4 separate regions of the Mus musculus genome follow, and regions 2, 3 and 4 are each linked to region 1. A link is a contact called in public HiChIP or PLAC-seq and capture Hi-C data. All regions are on one chromosome and are shown on one strand. Each heading gives the region's core, a stretch centred on a gene start, on an enhancer-like site or on the middle of the called end of the contact. The rest is flanking DNA. Distances are from core to core; before and after follow the strand shown. Region 1 holds the start of Apon (apolipoprotein N). Region 2 holds the start of Dctn2 (dynactin 2). Region 3 holds the start of Gli1 (GLI-Kruppel family member GLI1). Region 4 holds the start of Nxph4 (neurexophilin 4).

What was found. HiChIP or PLAC-seq counts read pairs in DNA pulled down with a chosen protein or histone mark. Capture Hi-C pulls out chosen DNA fragments and counts their contacts.
Region 2: a contact with region 1 is called in a capture Hi-C map of embryonic stem cells, with 2.8 times the contacts expected there. The contact joins the promoter of Dctn2 here to the promoter of Apon in region 1. A contact is called at or near these places in 3 of 39 promoter capture datasets (cranial neural crest, embryonic stem cells and pre-B cells), 2 of 115 datasets of contacts at active chromatin or transcription factors (embryonic forebrain and pancreatic cancer cells) and 2 of 9 other capture datasets (embryonic stem cells and liver).
Region 3: a contact with region 1 is called in a capture Hi-C map of embryonic stem cells, with 2.5 times the contacts expected there. The contact joins the promoter of Gli1 here to the promoter of Apon in region 1. A contact is called at or near these places in 2 of 39 promoter capture datasets (cranial neural crest and embryonic stem cells), 1 of 115 datasets of contacts at active chromatin or transcription factors (thymic regulatory T cells) and 4 of 9 other capture datasets (adipose tissue, embryonic stem cells, liver and 1 more).
Region 4: an HNF4G HiChIP or PLAC-seq map of pancreatic cancer cells shows a contact between it and region 1. The contact joins the promoter of Nxph4 here to the promoter of Apon in region 1. A contact is called at or near these places in 5 of 39 promoter capture datasets (the C10 cell line, the SN4741 cell line, cranial neural crest and 1 more), 1 of 115 datasets of contacts at active chromatin or transcription factors (pancreatic cancer cells) and 2 of 9 other capture datasets (embryonic stem cells and liver).

What each region holds. Positions count from the first base shown.
Region 1 is chr10:128,252,509-128,256,165 of GRCm38.p6, forward strand. Apon (apolipoprotein N) reads left to right here and starts at 1,623. Exons shown (of 2, transcript NM_133996.3): 1 at 1,623-1,773; 2 at 1,927-3,393. The coding sequence starts at 1,947. The coding sequence ends at 2,702. Timeless (timeless circadian clock 1) reads left to right here. Exons shown (of 29, transcript NM_001164081.1): 29 at 1-433.
Region 2 is chr10:127,264,502-127,268,158 of GRCm38.p6, forward strand. Dctn2 (dynactin 2) reads left to right here and starts at 1,761. Exons shown (of 14, transcript NM_027151.2): 1 at 1,761-2,033; 2 at 2,913-2,981. The coding sequence starts at 1,998. It overlaps Gm40800 (a long non-coding RNA gene), which reads left to right. Exons shown (of 2, transcript XR_872171.2): 1 at 1-200; 2 at 866-1,243. It also overlaps a transcript of Kif5a not described here.
Region 3 is chr10:127,339,710-127,343,366 of GRCm38.p6, forward strand. Gli1 (GLI-Kruppel family member GLI1) reads right to left here and starts at 1,870. Exons shown (of 13, transcript NM_010296.2): 1 at 1,850-1,870; 2 at 1,496-1,609.
Region 4 is chr10:127,532,656-127,536,312 of GRCm38.p6, forward strand. Nxph4 (neurexophilin 4) reads right to left here and starts at 1,904. Exons shown (of 2, transcript NM_183297.2): 1 at 1,721-1,904. The coding sequence starts at 1,777.

The sequences.
Region 1 (3,657 bases), core at 373-2,872:
CGGGGAGCTTTATAACCCAGCACGGTTGTTCATTCTGTCCTCACAAAGCACTGGATTGCTCCCATTTTCTTTCTTTCATCCCAGGACACATGATTGAACCCGTTTCTACAGTTGAGGGAGAGCTGGGATGCACCACTCTCAAGCTGACAAGCATCCCTGATTTGTGTTTCATATTAAATGTGTACAATTAACAGTTGCTCATCTCAGAGCGGCCAGCCAGCCATCTGTTGTGTCTTCGGAAGAACTTTTAAGAGTAAAATTAAAAGACATGTCCTGAACTGAGCTTGGTAGTGTGAGCTAATCCCATCGTGTGGGAGACAGAGGCAAGAGAATTGCCATGAGGGAGAGGAAAGAGTCATATAGCCCTACGCGTGGGCCAATAAATGTAATTTAAAAAATCAGCTTGATAATAAATATAATTTTTAAAAAAAGAGACTTTTGTTGTCTTCCTCCTCCTCTTCCTTCTCCTCCTCCTCTTCCTCTTCTTCCTCCTCTTCCTCTTCTTCCTCTTATCCACAAGTAACAAGATGCTTCATCTTGCTGACCACAGGGTACATGCCTGTTGGTTCAGCTCCTCATGAGGCTTTGATAAAATCTCAAAAAAAATCCCTTTTACCCACGAGTCTGAGACTGTGTCTTGAAACAAAACAGGTATGGTGGTGGCTCATGCCTATAATCCCAGCACTCTGGAGACTAAAGCAAGAATACTTAGACTATATAGGAAGTTAGGCCAGCTTAGGTTATAAAGTGTCCAAAAAAATTAGAAGGCAGCCAGAAGAGTGATGGTAGCTCATACCTTTAATCTCAGCACTTGGAGGCAGAGGCCTTGTGTTCAAGGCCAGCCTGGTCTACCTAGCTCCAGGGCAGCCAGGACTATCTCAACAAAAAAGTAAATAGGGGTTGGAGAGATGGTTCAGTGGTTAAGAACATGTAAGACTCTCTCCAAAGGAGTAGAATTTTTAGTCCTTGCAACCATGTCAGGTGGCTTACAACTGGCTGTAACTCCAGCTCATCTGGCCTCTGTGGGCATTCGCCTTGAATCCCAGCACTTAAAAGGCAGACACAGGCATATCTCTGAGTTTGAGGCCAGCCTGGTCTACAGATTGAGTTCTAGGACAGCCAGGGCTACAAAGAGAAAGCCTGTCTTGAAACAACAACCACAAAAACCTTACCAAACAAACAAAAAAAACAATAAAGGTAAAAACTCAAAAGACTGCTCTGGTAATAACTTGATTTGATTTGCTGTAGGTTCTATTTTTCAAATTTTTTGATTGGGAAATCTTTAAAGTAAACATGACACATGGACTGGGAATGTAGCCCAGTTGGTAATGTGCTTGCCTAACATGCATAAATCCTTGGAGTTGATTCCCAGTACCACGGCAACTGCACCTGGTTGCAGATTCCCATAAATCCCCGTACTGGGGTTATAGTGGCAGAAGGATCAGAATCCAAGGTCATCCTTGGCTAACTAGTTGAATTCCAAGCCAGCTAGGGCTACAGAAGGCCCAGTCTCAAAAGAGAACAAACTTTCCACTGCCTAGAGGCTACAGAGACTGGACTATGGTCTAGGGACCGCCTAGCCACAAAGGAGGAGCCTTGCCTGTCAGGATGGGGCAATAGCTGGTCAGATAAAGTCTACCCAAAGAGAGGTGGTAAATACTTGTTTCCAGTCATCACCTACAAGAAGTTAACCTCTGGAAGGTAGCCGCTCCAACTAGGGACCTACTGAGTGAGACAGAGAACCACTTCATTCCTCTGCTGCTTGCCAGACAGGTGAGGGTAACAGCCTCTAAGAGGCCCCCTCTTATGTCCAGGGAAACTGAAGTCTCTAATGACCAGGACTCTACCAAACTCTGACCATTCTTGGTGCCTGTTCCTGTTGAATATTTGCGCCCTCCTCACCTGAGCTCTGCTCCTTCACAACAGGGCTGTCCTGTGGACCCACCATGATCCAGGCTGCATTGCTTCTTGGCTGTATCTTACTGTCCCCGGTGACCGCCTTTCCGTGGAAGACGCAGAATGGCAGCCTGCCAGCCGTCACAAGAACTGAACCCACATCAAATGTGCTCCCCAACAAGATTCCTCCTCCAACCCCCATTACCTGTCGGGACCTCTTGTACACGGTGCTCCCCGCTGCTCCTCTGTCTGAGTTCTTGTCCCTCTTAGCCCTGAGAGTTGTCCTGGAAAACATTGGCTGCCCTGCCGAGGCCTACAGTCTGCAGCTTCGGATCAGTGAAATGGGAGGAAAAGACAGCGCGGAAACCCTGGTCCTCCAGAGTCAAAAGAGTAGCCAGGAGGAAGGGATCGGCAACAATGAAGTCATTCTGAGGCATCTGGTGCCATCCCCTGGGGATATGAGGAGGGTCCGGCGCTCAGTTACCCTGCCTGAGGCGTGCACCTATGAACCCGGGTGGGTGTTGTACGATATGGCCCAGGTGCTGCTGGAGACGGCGAACAAGCTCCCTCCTATTGACCTAGTAAGAGAGTTCAAGGCCTCTGTAGTCAATGTCACCCAGCACTGTACCATGGAGTCTTGGGAAAGTATGAATGAAGTAGCCAGGAGGCTGATGAGTAGCCCAGAACTTAAAGACGCCAAGATTCCCGTTGAAGATCGAGTATACCTCGTTGCTCAGCTTGCAGTCGTTTTAAAGCGTATTTTTGTGAACCTTGTGTGGGAATATTTTCAGACCTATTTTGGATAGACACGGCCTCCTAGGCATGGAATGAACTTTCTCATAGCCCTTTAGTAGGTGTGCACACAGCAGCTGCCCACGGTGTGTAGCTAGACGCTGGCTGCATTTTACAAATTCATACATTGTCTTCCTTTGATCCTAATGTGTGAAGACACTTGATATGACTTCAGTCTTTCAGTTTCTAAATGCTATGGGTATTGCAATTTCCCTCTTTAATACTTTTTAATTCCTTGCTTAATGCTTTTTAATTTCCCAGCTGAATTCTGGGCCTTGGTTGTATTCATATTGTTTTGGGATATTAAGGAAAGGAAGGTTTGTTGTTTTGTTTTGTTTTGTTTTTGAGACAGGGTCTGCCTGGGTAACTCTGTCTATCTTGGAACTCAGAGATCCACCTGCCTTTGCCTCCACCTGCTGAGATTAAAGGTGTGCACCACCATGTCTGTATTTGTTCTGGTATTTTGAGATTGTCTTGCTTTGTGGCCATTGCCCTTACTATATAGCCCAGGCCAGCCTCAAATTTATGGGACTCCTACTTCAGCTTTCCAAGTGCTAGAATTATAGACCTGTGCCCTCACTTCTGTTTTTGTAGTGTTGGGGTTGAACCCAGGGACTCAGGAATACTAGACAAGCCGTTCACCACTAAGCCTACTTCTGTTAATTCTTAAACTGATGAGACAAATAAAAAGCTGCTTCTATGTTGAACTCACTGATTTGGGAGCTTTAAGGAAGTTTAATATAAATTCATAGCTCCAGCTGGCCCAGAACTCAGTACAAAATTCATGCTAGCCTTGAGCTTGGAGTGGTCCTCTTGCCTCGGGCTGAAACGTTCTTGCCTGACTTCCAGGATTTCTCGACTGGGTTTCTGTGGTTCCTTCTGTACCTAGAGAGGGCTGTGCGGGGGGGACACAGAGCACATTCCAATGTCTTGAGCCAAAGATTTGAGCAATGCGTTCAAATGGGCACA
Region 2 (3,657 bases), core at 511-3,010, 990 kb before region 1:
CCGAGGCTTGGGCAGAAGCCAGGAATGAGAATGGCGAGTTCCTAATTCAGGAACGCTACCCTCGGTCGTTTGGCACTGTTTCTGAAGGTTGCAGCATCTTGCAAGCTCAGGAAATATACCAACGTCCAGCCTCTAGAGACAAGAAGGTGGCATCCTTAGTGACTTCAAAATGACAGTCCATCGAGGCAAGAATTCAGTGGGTATGTGTGCCCACACATGCCCCCAACAAGGTTTTTATACAGCTGCAACAGTTCATCCTCTATTTTCGGTTATTTTAATTTTTGAGATGGGACCTGGCCGGGGGGGTGGGGGGTGGGGGGTCCTTACACAGGCTAGCCTGTTCCTGTATTCCTACCCAGGCTACCAAGTGCTAGGAATATATGTGGACAGCACTGTGTCTGGCTTGAGGACTTCCTTTTGTCCTGAGTGTACCTTTTTATTTCTCTAGTAGCACGTAGTAGGTTTTCTATTTGTCTCTCACCTCCCATCCCAGCCCCAACCCCCTTCCTCCTTCTCCTCTTCTGTTCTTGTTTTGAGACAGCTGGAGCTACATAGAGATTCTGGGACTCACTAGACCAGGCATGTGCCACCACACCCAGCCTTTCCTTCTGTTTTAAAAATGGGTCAGTGAGATGGCTCAGCAGGTGAAGGGGCTTGCCACACGACTGAGTTTGATCTGCAGGACCCCCATGGTGGGGAGAGAAAGCAGATGCATAACAGCTGTCCTCTGATCTCCACGTTCCTGTGTGCGCGCACACACACCACACACACAAAGAAACAAATTAAATTAAATAATTGGGGTTTCTATTGTCATGCATTGATGTGGCAAAGTAAGAGGATTAACCATACTGTATCTCTCCTCCAGAAAGATTGGTTGCTGACTGGACACAAAGCTACTATATGTAAGGTCCTGAGTTCAATCCCCAGCACTGAAAAGTGAGTTCCAAGCCACCCTGAACTACAGTTTGAGACCTGTGTCAAATTCCTTCCTCCTAATTTCTGGGGAACTATTAATGAAATTGATGACCGTCATGGAGAGTTCAGTCAGACTGTGAGCCAGCGCTTTTTCATTTAAGATGTCCAGACTTTTGAAGAAAAAAAGAAGAAGAAATAGCACCCTCAGACGAACTTGGGTTTCAGATTATTATATGCATATCAGAAATATAAGAAGCATGCTTATACTAACAATTGTTAGTTGTTGACCTGAAATTAACTTCAATAAAAAATTGTTATTATTTATTTATTTTATGTGTATGGGTGTTTTGTCTGCATGTATGTCAGTGTACCACGTGTGTGTCTGGTGCCCTCAGAGGCCAGAAGAGGGCACCTGGTACTGGAATTATAAATGGCTGTGAGCCACTATCTGGATGCTGGGGATAGAACCCAGGTCCTCTACAAGAGGACTGTGCTCTTAACCCCTGGGACATCTTTCCAGCTCCTGAAATTAAAATTTAACTAGGGTCCCTCTATTTTGTCCAGAAGCCCTAACCTGAAAAGACGGCCTCATTTTTCTATTCTTTAAATGTTTACTAAATCTTGCTATTGTTTACAACGTGGCGAGCTGTGTGGTTTCATGTAACCAATCTCTAGGTTTTCTAAAGCAGGAATTATGAAACTCCTTTCATAGACTATTAAGAACGAAAGGAGATAACTGTATGCAATAGCTCCCTAACGTTGTTATTGTCGCTTCCAGCCCAAGCCCCAGAAGACCGGGACTACATATCCCACAATGCTAGGCGGCGTCTCCTCGCCATTACCTCATTCCCTGTCGCTCTCACCAATCCCAGCCTGTCCAGGGGTGTGGTAGCCGGCTGTCCTCGCGACTTTTGCTGTCCCCCGCCTCCTGCCGGCCTGCTCCTGTCGCGAGACTTCCTGCTCCTCCGCCGCTCCCCTTATCGTCGCCTTTGCTGGGGACCCGGACCCAGCCTCTCCCCCACTCGGTCACCAGCCCCGGCTCCTCCGAGGCCTCGGTCCCCCAGCCCCGCCTCGCCGCCGCCATGGCGGACCCTAAATACGCCGATCTCCCCGGCATTGTGAGTACAGGGCCGGGCCCGGCTCCCCAGACCGCGCCCCCGACCTCCCGAGGACCCCCAACAGAAGCCAGCCCGCGACCCCTCCCGCTGGCAGCCCCCTAGCCCCAAGGGTCCCCGCCGCTCGCCCTTCGACGGCCGCAGCACCTTCTGGACTCCAGACCCGACTGGGCCGGGCCGTTGGACCGCGTCGGGCCCTTTTTCTGGCAGTAGCCGGTTTCTCCGCCCAGAAATCGCCTCCGGGCGCTTACCACTTGAGCCCGAATGTCTGTACCGTCCATGTCAACAGTGCCCTTGTCGCCCCAAATTTCCCGATTGCCCGCCCCCGCACCCTGACTCCAGCCGAACTCACCAGGCCACTTGGTGGCCTTCATCTTGCCAGGGAAGAGGTTACTGTTGCAGAAACCTTGTGCCAGTGGGGAGCTCTGTGCATTGCGAGCACCTGTGTGCTTGCTCCTCATGCACAAGCCGGCATGTACCCTCCGTTGATGCTGTCCTCTCTGCATTCTCAGGGTTGGGGGCGGGGGGTTGGCACACCGGACCTTGAGAACTAAGGTCCTGAGTCACTCTCAACCCTTGTACAGTGATGTGCAGGGCCTAACTCAAGAAACCCTCACCAGATTAGGACAAGATAATTACCAAGGACTGGCCTCTCAGCCATGTTCAGGGTAGCATCTTTCTTTCACTATGGACGTTTTATCCCAGATCCCAGTTTGTACCTGTGGTCATCCCACTGGATGAAACGGACATAGAGTTGACAGGGGAGGTGGAGGGCGGAATCCTTGAATGACAGTCAGGTTTTGCAATGCCTTGTTCAAAGGAAATGGGATAAGGGATGAATGCTGGGTAATGAGTCTGGGTGGTCACCGCTTCTCCCTGCAGGCCAGGAATGAGCCAGACGTTTATGAAACCAGCGACCTACCTGAGGATGATCAAGCAGAGTTTGATGCGGTAAGACTGTGTGCTACCTCAGGATCCCTCTGGACTCTGACCTTTCTCCCCAGATGCAGGTCCTTTTCCTTCTCTGGCAAGCCACAACAATAAGTGGGTATGCCAACCCCAGCCTGGGTGGTGTGGAGGTCTCAGGGCTTTCAAAGGCCTTGCCCAGCAGCTGGCAGCCACCAATGAACAATGCCAGAAAGGAGAGTCGAGCCAGTGAGATTACAACTAACAAGACCTGTAAAACCCAAGTCTTATTAAATACAATTGAGATATCTCAAAGCAGTTACATTCTGGACTAGTGATTAGTTAGGCCCCAGGGTCTAATCTGTGCATTGAATTATAAAGCTTGAACATAGTAAATCGTTTAAGGTTGGAGTAGACATTTTTTTTTAAAGATTTATTTTGTTTATATGAGTACACTGTAGCTGTCTTCAGACACACTAGAAGAGAGCATCAGATTCTATTTCAGATGGTTGTGAGCCACCATGTGGTTGCTGGGAATTAAACTCAGGACCTCTGAAAGAGCAGCCAGATGCTCTTAACTGCTGAGCCATCTCTCCAGTCCGACCTTTTTTATTTTATAAGATATTTCACTCATTAAATTAAGTTCTCATTAGTATTTAGCAAGAACTTGAATTTGAACTGTAGCAGCCATTAGGGAAGGTGGAAGCAAATGACTTGGAAA
Region 3 (3,657 bases), core at 620-3,119, 910 kb before region 1:
GGACCCCCAGACACTAGAAGTTCCCTCAAAGTTGTCACTCTTCCTGTTCCATTGCCCGAGAGCTCCAAGAGACAGGATAAAAACGGGGCGACAGCCCCCTTCACCGAGAGCCACCGCCTACACTCACGCCTCCCTCTTCATACTACTAACTTTTCCAGTTTCAGTAAAGGTTTTCTGGGCTGGATGGGAGCATGAGAATTAGCCTACCAAAGACCCGAATCATCTTCGCAGTCTATTTTCTAGAGTCCTCTACGTACGTACCCCTTCTCCCCAACTCCCTGGAGTCGGCCCCACCCCCTTTTCCCGGTCCCGCCTTCCCCGCCCCCGTGCCTTCTCGGCCCACCCAAGTCGCCGCCGCAGGCTCTGGCTGCAGACGGCTCAGCTTCCCCGCCCGCCTGGGGAGCCCAGAAAAGCGAGGGGGGGGGTGAAGGGTGGAACATTCTTCCCTCTCTCAGCGCATCCTGAAAGCAGGCAGTAGCGCCCGGGGGGGGGGGGGAGGCACTATTGGAAAGTGGGGTCCCTATAGTGGAGTGGGAAAAAAGAAACCAGAAACTAAGAGAAAGAAGTGCCTGTGTAAATAAGGTGTGCGCGGAGAGGACACCTTGGATTCCTGGGTATCTCCGCCGGCTTCCTAAGGGTTAACCCCTATAGACCCCCGGGAACCCCCTAGTGACGTCAAGAGTGAGTCGGAGACGTCTGTCCGGCGGGGATGCCCAGAGAGATAATGGAGGGGGGTCCTTCTGAACCCCGCCCCCCTAGGGTAAATCACCCGCGTTCACGAACTTTCTTCCCAGAAGAAAACTGCCCATCTTTTCTCCCCGTACTGGAAGGAAAGACCTATACCATAAAGTCCCTGGTTCTCCGGATGCCCCAAACCCTCGGCCTCTACGGAGTTTCCTTTCCTTGATGCTGTTCCCAAAGCTAACTGTCCTGGGTTGATTGTTTCAGGGTCATGGGGCCTGAAAGAGGATTCAGAGCGGGGAGCAAGGGCAGGCAGGGTGGTCTGAGCCAGAGGAGGGGCCTCGGTCCCCAGATCCCGCTTGGGCGGGGGGCCAACAGGGATACACAAGCTGGCAGTAGCCAGTGGTCCCGCTCTGCCCCAGTAGGGGTCTCCCGGCGCCTGGCTTCAGCTGCCCCGGTGGTCCTGAGGTCAGAGGGTCAAAACAAGGTCTCCCCAGCTCTTCCTCTTCCTCGGGGGCCCTGCCCACAGTCTTTGGGAACTCAGAAGTCCAGAATTCCTAGGGATTTTCTACGGCCTACACCGCATGTTAGGAAACCCACCCAGCCTCCTCCCGAGTCCAAACCCACTCCTTTGCCCCTAAACCCCATGTGCACATCTGTCACAGCCACAGGTCAGGAGTCCAATCCCAGCCCGGCCCTCAGGGGTTCTGTTGCCTGGCACACCGCTACTCCCACCCCACTGAGCGCTCCCTTCTTTTGCGGTGGGTCCCGTCTTAGAAACACTGACGTCTTCCAACGGCGCTCAGAGACGCACCTGGAGTTCCCTCTACCACGCAGACCTCCAGCTGGCCGTCCCAACTGCTTCTTCATCCCAACCTCAAGAAAGGGAGAGATTTCTAGTATGTGGGAGAGGCGCGGACAAAGAGACCTGGGACAGACACAGATTGTCAGAAAAAAAGAAGGGGATGCAGAGAAAAGAAGGCACAAATTAAAGCAAAACAAGAAAACACCCAAACTTCCTAATTGCTCTCCCCAAACTCTCCCAACCCCATATTGCCTCTGAGCCCCAGGTCTCCTTCTGGGATAGGGTGAGTCCCTAGGCGTCAGAGCATCTCCTCAGCCCCTCCCCCATCGCTCCCAGGTGGTCTCCCGCCTGCCCCCCTCTCACCTCCGTCGGGGCGCGGTGCTCGGGATGCGTGGTCCAGGGCTGGAAACTGGGCTGGGGGGGGGGGGAGGTGTGTGGCGGGGAGGGGGGTCACAGGGCCACTGCAGCGCAGCTTCAGTGCCACCCCACCCTCCCAACCTGGCCCCCAGCCCTCCCGCCGGCCCAGCCCGCCGGGCCTCGAGCCGGGACCACCCGCGAGAAGCGCAAACTTTTTTTTTCCCCTTTGCAAAAACTTTTTCTCGCTGTTGCCACCCGCACGCTACGGCTCTTCCCGCTCACTTCCCTCGTATATCCTTCCTTCGGACCGTTCTAGAAGATGAGCTGGGTGGATAGAAGCTAGAGAGGGGGTGCCGGGCTTATGGCACCCCCAGGACCCCCAGGATCCTCCCCCTCCCTTGAGGGACCCTATACTGCCTACTACCCCCCCCCCCGCCCGAACACGCTGCTCTTGGTGGACAGTAAATCCCGGCGCGGATCCCTGGATCGGCTGTCCACGAAGAGGCTCTGAACCAGAGCCAGGAAAACATTGAGGAAAATATTGCGCGGCGGGAGAGGGAGGGGGGAAAGCTCACCCAGAAAGTTAAACCAGAAGCCTCGGTCTTCGGCTTCATTGGTCGTAACTGAGCTTTCCCCATGTCGTGGTCTGTAGGCCAGCCTCACTCTTTGGATGGAACGTGGAGCATTTGGAGAGTTGGGGTTTGGGAGAAAGAAGTTGGGTTGACTGATGTAGAGGAGGGGAGGGGGTGCGACCTATGGAACATGAAGGAAGAACACGGGCTAGAGTTCTAAGTGCAGAATGTGCATTCACAGATCACTGAGGACAGTGGTGCTCTGTGTAGAGTACCTCTCTGGAGAAACTCCGTTCTCCATCTCCAAATTCTGGACGCAGTTGCCACCTCCACACCTCTCTCTTTAAGGCTTTTCGCGCCCTCTGCTGGTCGTCCTAGCACATGGCACCCCTCGGAGTGGAAATGATTGCACTGGCGAACTTAAGGAAATTTGACAGGTTCCTGTCCCCAAAGCCCAATCGGATGCCCAGGGAGCTGCGTGAGCTCAAAGAAACAGAAGGGCACGCCAGGGAAGATTGCGAGCCCCTTGGGTAGTTCGTGATAGGGGAGTACCCTGTCTCTTTGAATCTGTGTTACCATGGTGACTGGACACAGAGAGAGGGCCTCTATTTCAGTTTCCCACCTGAGAAAGACTCAAAAGCATGGCGGGGTGGGGAGAGAGAGTCTTCCCTTAAACAGATCTCTCAGGCCATAGCGCTGTTTTTAAACCACCTTCTTGGCTCTGCAAAGTAAGTGTTTTTTGTTTGTTTGTTTTTTGTTTTTAAATTAAGATGGGCCAAGCAGTGGTGGCATACACCTTTAATCCCAGCACTCGGGAGGCAGAGGCAGGCGGATTTCTGAGTTCGAGGCCAGCCTGGTCTACAGAGTGAGTTCCAGGACAGCCAGGGCTACACAGAGAAACCCTGTCTCCAAAAAAAAAAAAAAAAAAAATTAAGATGAAGACAGGGACACATATGAGACCTAACAAGTGCAAGGAGTCACAGTAGAAACAGATAAGGGACAACACTCCATATAACTGACAAGTTACATCCATGAAATTTACAAGGTACCCACAGCCAGGCCAGACCAGTAACCACAGAGAAAGAGTTCTACACGTGTCATGTGACTTGTCTTACACAGACTGACAGTTTTGGAGCCTTTTGAGTTCTGCGGAAAGGGAAATGCTTTTGTGTTTTGATGACAGACTGTTACTCAGTAGTCCAGGCTGACCCAGAGTTTACTCAGGAGCCCAGGCTGAGCTCA
Region 4 (3,657 bases), core at 654-3,153, 720 kb before region 1:
CCCTCACATGTCCACAGGCTGGACCAAATGCCAGATAGGCACTTCCCTGCTGATTCCGACATAGCCACCCCACAGCTGCAGCCTTCTCACAGGAAGACAGATTCCCATCTCTCCTATCATCCTCATGCTTACTCTCCCTCAAGGCTCTACCAGATGTTTCCTTCCTCTTCAGGGGGCAAAGGAAATTAAACCAGATCTGTCCACAGGGGAGTTAATTTGATGCGAAGAGAGTGGAGAAGGCTGGTGGGGGTGGAGGGAAGGATCAGGGCAATGTATCCTTCCTTCCTCTGTGACCCCAGGCCTTCACATACTGTGGTTTGTTTGGGGCTGGACCTTCTCCTGCAGTCTCCCTGGGTACAAACCAGGCCTCAGGTTCAAAGAAAGCTCTTGCCAAAGGCAGCATTTTTCACACTAGGGGGCTATTTTCTTTTCTTTCTTTTTTTCCATCCATCCATCCATCCATCCATCCATTCGTTCATTCTTTCTTATTTATTTATTTATTTATTTATTGCCCAGTTTCCGTTCTCTCAAGGTCACTAGGCAGATAGGCTTGGGAGAATCCAAGGGCTCTACTAACTGGCTCACTGGGGCAGTGTCTACCCTATTGTAGTTATGAGGACACCACACCAGGCCTGGGGTCCAAGCGTTTTGGAGGAGAATTACTGGTTTCTCTTAAAGACTGGGGATTGAGGTCCAAGAGTGAGGGCTTGTGGAGCCAACTGGTTGCCCTTAAACTGGGTAGGTCATAGTTGAGAAAGGAAGTTGGGGGCAGAGTCTAAACTACCCTTGTGGGTCACACTTCAGGGCACAAATAGATGGCAGTGCTTTGAAGCAGGCACAATCAACCATGCAAAGACAATGTCTCCACCATGGCATGCCAACATAGACATTCACCTTGGGTCCCAGTGCCTGGATTCCCTGGACACATGCATACAAGGGCTGGTTTTAACCCATACACTCCATGTCCGCACTGTGAGCCCATATGGGCTGAAGATCTCAAGGCAAGAGTCGGGCAGGATGAGCTCTGGGCCCTTTTAGCCTTTGGGTCTTCACCCAGAAACCCCAGGAAAAGAGACAGTGAGAAGGGTGGGGGCAGGAAGGAGATGTAAGGAGAGACTCCCCTCCCAGACAACAACCACCAGGCGTGAGAGGGGGGTGTGTCTGTGAGGTTATGCAGGGGAGATGGTGTCTCCGCGGGAAATGGGATGGAAGATTGTAGCCAAGTTCAGCCCTGCTGGTGTGGGTCCGTGTAAGCGCGTGTGCCTGGATAATGTATGCTCGGATCGCAGAGCTTACCTGGCATTGTGACAAGGAGAAGAGGAATGGGAAGGTGGAGGGTGAGAGGTGGAAGGACAGACAGACAGACAGAGGGAGGCAAGCGAGGTAGGTGCGGAAAGAAGGCTAGGCTAACACCCGCTGGCTTGTCTGTCTGTCTCGCACTCCTTCTCTGTCTGGCGCACTCGCGGGTCGCGCTTCGTCCCCTCCCCCCGTCGCGCCTGAATCCGACTGGAGCCGGGCCTCCACCCTGCACCTTCTTCTAACCCTCAGCCAACTTGCTGGGTGCATGCCAGTCCTAAAGCGGGCAGTCTGTCTGTCCACGTCCCCCACGACGCACAAAGTTGGGACGCTTAGTCCTGGGGGCGGGGCGGACGCGCGGAGCCCCCTGGCATGCAGTGTTCTTCGTGTCCCGGACCCCGCACCTTGGCTCTGCCACCCTTACCTTCCTAAGGAGCCAAGGACCAAAGAGCAAGAGGAGCCATTCCGGGAGCAGCCGCATCTTCCCGAGCGGTCGAGCGGGTCGGGCAGGGCGGGTCCCGAGTCCGGCAGGACTGGGCTCAGGGTGAGGGACGCCGGGCAGAGGGCGGCGGCGCGAGCAGCGGGAGCGGGCGGCTCGGCCCGCGGACTGAGCGCGGAGCGGAGCAAGGCGCTGGGGGCGGGGCGCGGGCGGGGGAGAAAGTTGGGTCTGAGTCGGGCGGGCGGGGTGGGGGGGCGGGGCTCCGCGGTGCTCCAATCCCGGCCGCGCCCCGCGCGCCCCCTCCCGCCCAGCTGGGGGCAAGGAAGGTGACTTTCACCGTGACACACCCTGGACACACCCCTGGCTCAGGTGTGAAGCTGGAGAGGGGCAAGGGGTTTGGGGAGCAGCACCCCAAAGACGCCAGGTCTTGGGGCAGATGAGGGCTACAATAGGGCGTGGGACTCTAGGCCCTGAACTGTGAGCGGGAAGGGGTCGTCGCGGAGCATGAGTTCCCATACACAGGCTAGGGAACGCAGCAGGACCCTGTCCTGTGATGCCCGAGGTGGATGGGTGGGGGGTGTTTCTATAATCCTGGCAGAGGTAGGTCTAGGGCAGTGATCCGGACAGGGACCGAGGTGAGGGCGGGCGGGGCCTCGGGCGACTAGCACTGAGCGCGGCGCTGACGGGGATGGATGGGCGCCCCGCGGCTCATTCGGCCTGGAGATGAGAATCATTGATCACGGACGGAAACCCCATCACGTCTGTCAATAGGGCTGACAAACGGCGCCCGCCGCCCTGTCCCCGCCCCGCGGCACCTCTGCGGCCCCCGGACCCCTTGGCTAAACCGGCTCTTTTAAGTTAGCCCCTGATCCGCACTGTTGACCCTGGCCTGATCCAGAGCACCCTTGTTTGGTGCTAGGCAGGAAGTCCTCAGTGCCTTCTGCCCCTCTTGGTACGAGCCCTGTGCTTTCTCTCCCACAATCCCATCTTCCACTCTCAGCTCTTCTCATCCCGTCCCCTTCCCTGTCTATCTCTGTCCTTGTCTCTCTCTGTCCCCAGCTCCAGCACGGTCTCTGTTCTCATCCTCAGGGCTGTTTCTTCGTGTTTCCTCCTCCCACTGGTCTTTCTCTCTCTCCCCTACCCAGGGAGTCTTCAGCTGTCAGCTGTTGCTATGCGCTGTGTCTGAGGCTGAGTAGGTAGTATGACCAACACCTAGACAGCAAGAGATAGGACCATGCAAAGAGATGAAGAGACAGACACACATCCCAAGGTGTGTCTCCAGTCTTACCCCACTGTAATAGTACCCTGCTACACTGTAGCAGTGAGGCCACTTCACATACAGACCAGCATACACAGAGGCACATAAGCACACAGAGACGGACACACATGATTTATACACACAGTAGCATACAGTGATATACAGAAACAGCTAGGTACCCAAAGTACCTCTTGCCTTGACAGAGGCAAATACCCACAGGGACACACACACACACACACACACACACACACACACACACACACAGGCAATCTGAAAGACAAGCCTAGGGATATGAAAATAACAGACACACAGGAAGTGACAGACACTGAAAAGAGGGTCAGGGAAAGGACAGGGGTGTACTTGGTGACACTCAAGGAGACAAAAACCAGGGAGCAGCGATTTGGGGTGCAGTCAGGGCTGAACGAATAAAGGCAGGATGAGACAAAGTGTCAGGGACAAGGCCAAATGGCTGGCCAGGGCTGACCCTAAGCAAAGGAGCTGCTTTAGTTCTGGGTGAAGGCAAAGGGTGGTCACACATCCTGGGTGCCTAGAAGCCCACGGCCAAAGTATCTATCTGTAGGAGACCTGACCCTCCCCATCACCATCGTTTTAGCTAATCTCAGGCCGTCCAATTCTCTCAGAGATTACAAGTGCATGCACACAT